2 separate regions of the Mus musculus genome follow, and region 1 is linked to region 2. Evidence: chromatin contacts called from public HiChIP or PLAC-seq data. All regions are on one chromosome and are shown on one strand. Each heading gives the region's core, a stretch centred on a gene start, on an enhancer-like site or on the middle of the called end of the contact. The rest is flanking DNA. Distances are from core to core; before and after follow the strand shown.

Region 1 (4,011 bases), core at 1,422-3,921, 630 kb after region 2:
GAGGAGTCATGGGAAGGAGGTTTGGGTGGGGTGAGGAGTGGGAGGGTAGGGCAGAGGAGGGAGATAGGAGAAGACTACCACTTAGGAAGTTTAAAGAAATATGAAAACCTACTTTTAAATTTTTTATGTAAATGAATATCTACATATTTTTATATTTAAGAATTTACTTGGAGTTACCCTACACAGGGATAATGTACCTTCCAGAAGCCATAGGTTGCCAAATAAAAGTAACCTTCACTAAGCTAGAATGTGGTATATGTCCCCTCAAGCGATTGGTCAGAGGTGTCCCAAAGATCCCCCACACAATCAGGCTATTGACACTGCTCTTGGTTGCCCATCAGAACTTAACAGTGAGACCCTATTATTGAAGATACTACACATACTGGTCACAGGACATGTAGAAATCAAGTGGTATTGACCAGAAAGTTTGGGTTGACCAGAAGTACTGGAAAATGCTATCCAGTCTGCCGGGACTGGGAGGGAGTCAGCGACAGTATTACCCAGCTATGAATGCTGTGAGCTACAGTGATAAGAAGTGGCAAGAATTGCCTATGGGTGGGATGGTGGCATAAAGGTAACGGGGCAACCAACCAACCGACTCCCAGTTGCATTGAAGGCCCACTCCACAGGAGGAAATACATGCCTGGTATGTAAATACAGTCAAGACCTATAGTTAGAGATCTCAAAGGCCCGAGGAATGAATTTACTACTATCATCTGCAAAATGGACATGATATAAAACCACTGTCTAAATTTATATCTCTCTACCTGTTGACTAGTTCAGCTCTCAGACTTCATCTCAGACACCCCCCCCCCCCGCAACCTCCCCAAAAGTCTTTTGGGTGAACACAAAACCTCACAAAGTGGCCAAGCACAACAAGTAGAGTGCTCTGACACAAGCAGAACATCCATAGCACACCACTTTCCCAAGGCCCAGGAACCATCTCAGGAGAGCGACTGGGAAAGTTGTAAAAGAGCCAGAGGTCTGGGAGATGGGGAGTGACCTTTGTTTTCTGGATATGACAGGACTACTGCCCTCATGATCTCCTAGCAGCTGTGGAAGTCTGCATAAGATGTGCGCACAATCAAGCCAGCCAACATTCTAGCTTGGCCTGGGAAGGAGTCCTTGAACCCCCATCCCTAACTGAGGACCTGTGACATCAATGGAGGGGAGAGTGGGTTTTCTTTAAGAATGTGTTGGTAGGCTGACCACATTCCAGAGGGAGGTCCCACAGCTAGGTCTACACGAACAACACAAAGTAGAGTCAGCATGTTATTAAAATAATAAAATAAAATAAAATAAAATAAAATAAAATTGGAAGCTCAGAAGGTGGGGGTGGGTGGGCCTGGCAGGAATTAGGAGAAGGAGTTGGGAGTAAAAATGATCAAAATATATGGCACTAAATTCTTAGAGTAAAGTAACTTTTTTTTTTTTAACTTGAAGACTCTTTGCAATCTAGAGCAAAGATCATGAAAATATTGATATACTTGATTTTGGAAATGGCCAAAAAAATCTTGAAAGTTAGAATGACAAATCAGAAATACAAAGAGCAACATGGGACACCTAAGCCAAAGATGAAAGTATTACAAACACTTGTGAGGCACTCAAAATAGTTCTATTATATTAAAATTCCTAGGCATGAAAAGTAAACCACCTCCTTTCCTTTATTTTATTTTTAAATTTAGAGTTCGGTTAATATTATTAGATTATGTGCCTTTAGCCTATATGAAATATTTCCTGTCAGCATAGCATTTCCTAATAGCGTCGCAGGAGGGAAATAAACAAGGCATAGGAATTCAAGTTCTAAGTTTACCACACCAAAAGGCTGTGTGACCTACCACACCTCAGCTTTTCTAGCCCTGTCTACAAAGGGGAAGGGTGGGGTACCGTTACGTGTGGTAAGACTGTAGCTCACAGTGACTCCTCATTGTGACTTTATTTAAACTGAGTTGTGCGTGTTCAGTTGTGGGAGCTGAGGAAATAGTACCCAGTGAATGAATGTCTGTTACTGACAAGGGCACAGCCATGTCTAGAACCAATGCCTCAGAACCACGGAAAGTTGGCAAAGCCGTCTCCATAATGGATCAGGCTCAGAAAGATAGGTCCAAGTACGAGTGATTACCAACCAGTGACCGGTGTGTGCAAAACCTTCAGCTCCCTTCTCCTGGATGTTTACAGCCTGATATGGCTAGTCCACAGAGACCACCAGGACTAGCTAACCGCTCTCCCTGCACTACCCCTCATAAATGCACTGGGCGTCTGGGATACTTCAGTAGTTGGTGCCACTCCATCAGACTGCACTCGGCTCCCTTTCACCCCAGTCAGGTTTCTAGGACAAAGCTGTGCTGGGTATGGCATTTAAATGAAACAAACATTACGGCAAAAGAGTCAAAGTCCCTCTCTGGTAACTCACCATGATAAGGCTGGGCACAAAGGTTTTCCTCGGAGCCTCCCTTCTTCCAGACATCAGATGTATTCGTATTGGCTACGGCATATCCATCTTTCAGAGCTAGCCTGTACTGGGCAGCGGTGTACAGCGAATGGTGCTCACATTTCCACCACAGCATGACGGTGGAGTCACAGCTGAACATTCGCAGGTTGTCCGTGGCTTTGGTAATATCGAGGCCGAGGCACTTCTGGGATTCCAGGTGAAAGAGGCGGTGCTGGGACACCCACTTCCACAACATGTTGTTAGTTCCGCTACAGTCCTGGGCCACTACCCAGTCAGACAGCGGCTGGATGCACTTGCCAGTGTTTTCATGGACGATGGTGAATGGATCATTACCTGGGTCGAGACAGTAAGGGAAGACACTTTGGGACTCGGAGTCACGTGACGAACGCACCTTGCTCCTGCTTGTTTGCTGAGGAGCCTGATTAACACTAGACTGCATCCCCCCCCTTGGGCTTGGTAAACTCACGAATCCCACAAGAAGTGAGGGTCACAGTGTGCCCTAAAGCCAGTCTGCCTGGGCTCAGACTTTGCCTCTGCTGTGCTACCTATGAGATCAGAGCAAATTATTTAACTTTTGTGCTTCAGTTTTCTCTTGAGTAAGGCTGTACGTACTTCACACTGTGGATGCAAGGATACTGACATGCGCAGATCCACGTCAGTAGAGAGTAGAGTGTGTACGTGACTTTTTTTAGTCCATAAAAGGTTCCCTGCCTTGCTCAGAAAGCAACGACTTCGTTTTCCCTTTTCTTCCACAAGTGGTCTGTGGCCAGGGAAAACGCATCCTGAGTCACAGCTCTGTCTTGCTGTTTTGGTTTCCACAGCACAGTGGTCAGGCCATCAGAACCTGCTCTCACTTCAGCTTCTTCCCCCTTACCAATGGCGAAGGCCAAGGCTCTAAGTTCCCGGGCTTAGTACAGGTTCCTGTGGCCATGCAACGGGGGTGGGGGTGGGGGTGGGAGTCTACATACAAACCACTTCTCCTGAGCCTTCCGTGGAAGCTGTACATAAATGGAGGGAACACTTCCGAGAAGGCAGGGGTAGAAAAACTGGGGTAAGTAATGGGAGAAAATAGAGGATCTGGGCTCTGAGGGCAGGGAACCTGTGGCCAGCCCCACGGCAGCACCGCCAAGAGAGTCGGAGGCTGGGGATTCACCAAGTAAATCACCCAAAGGAGGCCAAACCCTGGGTTCCAGGAATAACCTGCACTACCAGGTCTCATGTCTCGCATGTGTGAGCAAGAGAAAATGGGAATTAACCCGTGGAAGCTAAAGACTAGAGATGAGGCCTCTTCAGCTGAACTCCCGGCACTCTGAAGGGGCTGGGGAAGATCTGGACAGAGGTGGAGATAAAAGCACGGACACCTTAATAGGATGGGATCTCGGAATCAGATTTAATTGAGTTCCTGAAACCAAAGTGATTTGGTGTTTCTTATACACCTGAGTCTGAGGACCAGGATTTACATATATTACAGTAAACCACAATGAAACACTTTAGTCAGCTCTTTTACCAAGAAAGAAAAAAAAAATGGCCTAGATGGTCATGTTGATGAGCAGAAAGCT
Region 2 (3,728 bases), core at 835-3,334:
TGAGCCTTGGGTGATCTTCGGGGTGTGTGTGTGTGGTGTGTGTGTGTGTATTAAAGACTTTTTTATTTTAATTATATGAGTACACTGTTGCTCTCTTCAGACACACCAGAAGAGGGCAGCAGATCCCACTACAGATGGTTGTGAGCCACCATGTGGTTGCTGGGAATTGAATTCAGGACCTCTGGAAGAGCAGTCATTGCTCTTAACCTCTGAGCCATCTCTCCAGCCCTTTGACTTTATTTTTTTTTTAATATATAAACATTTATTTTGGAGTATTTTAGGCTTATAGAAGAGGTCAAAAGAACAGTACTAAGAAGTTCCATATGGTCTATGGTCAATCTCTCATTAACACAGACGTTGTGTGATACATTTGATATAATTAGTGAACCAACAGTGATACCTACTAAAGTCTGTATTTGTGGGGTTTTTTTTTTTTTCCCACCATTTCTAATTCACTTTTTTTCTGGCCCACATTATCATATCACGTTCAGAGATCATGTCTCCATAGATACCTTTTTGTCCGTTGGTTTGGTTTGGTTTTCTGAGACAGGATTTCTTTCTCTACAGATCAGGCTGACTTCGAATTCAGAGATGAGCCTGCCTCTGCTGGGGTTAGAGGCATCTCCATATATTCTTGACTGTGACAGTTTCTCAGACATTCTTTGTTTTAATGACCCTGGTGGCTTGGGTATGATATTTTGTAGAGTGCCTGCTTATTGGAACGTGTCTGATGTTTTTCTCACCATCAGCCAGGACTTAGGAGTTTGGGGTGACCTCTTTATCCCGCGGAGTCGAAGGTGTGTACCAACAGTGTAGTTCGCCTCTCTTGGTTGATCTTCGTCATCCAGCCAAGGTTGTGGCTGTTCACTTTCTACACTGAACCTACCCTGTCTTCTTCTCTCCTTGTCTCCGTCCACCACATAAAGAAGACACTTTATTCTCTGCATGGGCACTGTGCGAAGCCCACAGGTAAGGCTTGGAGCAAAGCCCGTCACTTCTGAGCATGGAGTATCTATATAAATTGTTGGCGATTATTCTGTATCTTGAGAGCTGTCTCTTTCCCCGTTCATTTATTCCAGTACAGATTTAAGTGTGCACGGACTTTCAGATTTTCCCCTGAGTAACGAGGAGCACTCAGGCCTTTGCATCCGCTTTGGTGCCTGGGTGGCTCTCCGTGAAGCTGGGTGTGCTGCGGCTATCCAGGGTCTGTTCTGTTAGGCCAAGTGTACAATGGGCAGGAAGTTGTTGCCTCTGAGACTGAACTCCTTAGTGTAACTGCTAAGCATATACGTGTTACCTAAAACCTTAAAAACATCCAGGACTTCATCCTGCTTAGGGTGGCGACCATTTCTTGCCTTGATGGTGAAGAAACCTTTCCCAGCAAGCCTCAGAGCTTTTGTCTGAAACTGGCATCGGAGCAGCGCCACCTTGTGGTAAATACTGAGTCTTCCAGGAACAATGCCTTCTAAATTCTGAAACTCTTAACTGTTCAAGCAGCAAGTTTTAAAAAGAAAAATAGTTTTGTTCTTTAAAGGGAGGCCGCTACTTTGGTATATATTGTGTTATTACCAAGTTTAGATAAAAGATACATGAGTTATAGTTGTTCTAAAAACAAAAGGAAGTAACCTGGGATTAACAGTGGTTTCTGCTCAGTCACAAGGACACAAGGAGTTTGGATTCCTGCATTCTTGTCTGGCAAGTGCCTGTTAACTCTAGCCCCAACTCTGAGGGACCCGGTGCCCTCTCCTGGCCTCTGCGTGAACACAGGCATGGCTATCCTGTGCACACACGTTTTTGAAAGCTTCAACCTTATGTCAATCTCACTCAGCTTTAGTAGGATAATCAGATACATTGTAGCAGCTTTCGCTAATAAAAGCCCCGCAGGCACCTGGGCTGTGGTGTGTTCAGGGTAGAAAGCCGCCTTTCTGTTGTCTTGAACCCAGAACACTGACAGAGTCAGCCCCACTGCTGAGGAGGTTGCAGTGATCTGGGTCCCTGCCAGGGGAATGGTGACTAATCGCCCCGCCCAGAACATCACTGCATGGTGTCTGCAGATGTTTCAGCGCGCAGAAGGTGTGTGCTTTTCAGAGATCTCACTATCAAGCCTGTGTGTCAGACACAAGCCCAGTCTGCTCTTCCACTTACTGACCCTGTACAGTAAGGTCCTGACTGCCGAGATGGCTTTGTGGTTGAGGCCAGCGTGCTTCCTCAAGACAGCCAACACAGCACAGCAGCGAGCTGCCTTGTACTTTCAAGGACATGGGCAATGATGCATGATGGGTAGCCTTGCCACCTGGGTAGGAGCTGGAGAACAAGGAGGGACCTGGAGTTCAAGAATCCCTTTCCTTCCACTAATATTTTGAAAGGAAGGCTTGACCTCACCAGGTCGAGAGACTATTTTAAGATGAGCCTTTCATCTCTAAAATGAATCTTACATTGCTTTCAGTGTTTTCTATTTACAATTTAGAGCATGTTTTCCATAGCATTTAAACTCAGTTTCTGAGCCTTGCATTTATTAATTAATCTAAAATCATATTTAACATGAATATCACCTGAGACTGAGACTCACACAATTCTGGTAGGACGTGAAGGCTGGCTCAGTCTTTACCGTTTACTACACTTCTTTTTTTTTTTTTTTTAAGACTAGGAATTCTCTACTAGACATACTCTGTGGTTGTGGTAGAAGTGACAAGCATGCTCCTAAATAACTATCGTGTTGCTGCTCTGAGTTTATTTCAGCTCTTCATTTAGTGTAAACTCTGCTTAGGTTGTAGGACAGCTGATAAACTCAACGCAGGAGAGGTGAGATTAGGGACAGAAAATGCGTGTTACTATGTCAGGATTAAAGTTGGCTTCGAGTACGGAGCCCCGTCAAACATATAATAGTTGAAACAAGATACCTACTGCCCTTTCTTTTTAGCAGTGCACATTACCTTCAAGTACCTTGGTGCCATGAAGTTCCCCTCGTGGGGGAGGGGCTGGGAGGAGTTGGGCATGGTGGTGCTCCCATGTTGGTATTGAAGTGTAGGTGTTTCCTGGGGCTACGGTGGCGTGTTATCTCCATTTGGTGGTTTCAGCTGTTTGTCTCTCTGAGCCGCAGGCACCGTCCATAGAGTACTTGTCTGGGAAAATGCTTACCTTCTGTAGCTCCTGATGGCCACACCCTCCTCTCTCTACTTCTGTGGCAGTCTTATCCCCTCCTTTCTCATACTAACACCCATGTGTGTGGGACCTGTCTGGATGATTCCAGTTGGTTCCTCACCTTAGGTTTCTTATCCTAACCCCAGTTTCTGTAAGCCTCTAGAAATCAAGTGACTTGATTGGGGACGTGTCTTACCTTATTACACACTTCTAACACAGTGTTGCCTGAAGGCCTCGTGAAAACTTTCTAAGTTACTCTGCACACATGTCCACATCCCTTGCCAAAGGAAAGGGAGAAGAGGAAATAGGGACATTTCTCAGCACAGAGCCTCAGCTTCAACAAATGCATTGGAATTGTGTAAATGCTGGCACAATGAAGACAGAGAGCGGTTCTGCGTCCCAGTATATTCATATGTTCTGTTATAGTCGGCTGCATCCCGAAGCCCTGGAAACCTATGGTCTTTCTCCAAACCCAGAACTTTGCCTTTTCAGGATGTGATGTGTAGAGCCGTTTAATGCACACCCTTTTGAGGCCAGCTTCTTGGCTGGGTGCACTTCGGACTCATGCACGTCACAGTGGGTATCGA

Evidence for each region. HiChIP or PLAC-seq counts read pairs in DNA pulled down with a chosen protein or histone mark.
Region 1: a contact with region 2 is called in an H3K27ac HiChIP or PLAC-seq map of embryonic stem cells, with 3 times the contacts expected there. The contact joins two enhancer-like sites. A contact is called at or near these places in 2 of 39 promoter capture datasets (the HPC-7 cell line and embryonic stem cells) and 1 of 115 datasets of contacts at active chromatin or transcription factors (embryonic stem cells).

The regions. Positions count from the first base shown.
Region 1 is chr2:60,373,445-60,377,455 of GRCm38.p6, forward strand. It overlaps Ly75 (lymphocyte antigen 75), which reads right to left. Exons shown (of 35, transcript NM_013825.4): 2 at 2,414-2,785. Among named protein-coding and RNA genes, the nearest start is that of Ly75, 7.8 kb to the right of the region's middle. Within about 2 kb of position 2,672, at least 25 of the 459 cell types and tissues checked have an H3K27ac peak or open chromatin away from gene starts, as enhancers often do. A contact at or near this core is called in embryonic stem cells, where this site is marked.
Region 2 is chr2:59,744,242-59,747,969 of GRCm38.p6, forward strand. The region is part of intron 4 of Tanc1 (tetratricopeptide repeat, ankyrin repeat and coiled-coil containing 1); the gene reads left to right. Among named protein-coding and RNA genes, the nearest start is that of Tanc1, 130 kb to the left of the region's middle. Within about 2 kb of position 2,085, at least 56 of the 459 cell types and tissues checked have an H3K27ac peak or open chromatin away from gene starts, as enhancers often do. A contact at or near this core is called in embryonic stem cells, where this site is marked.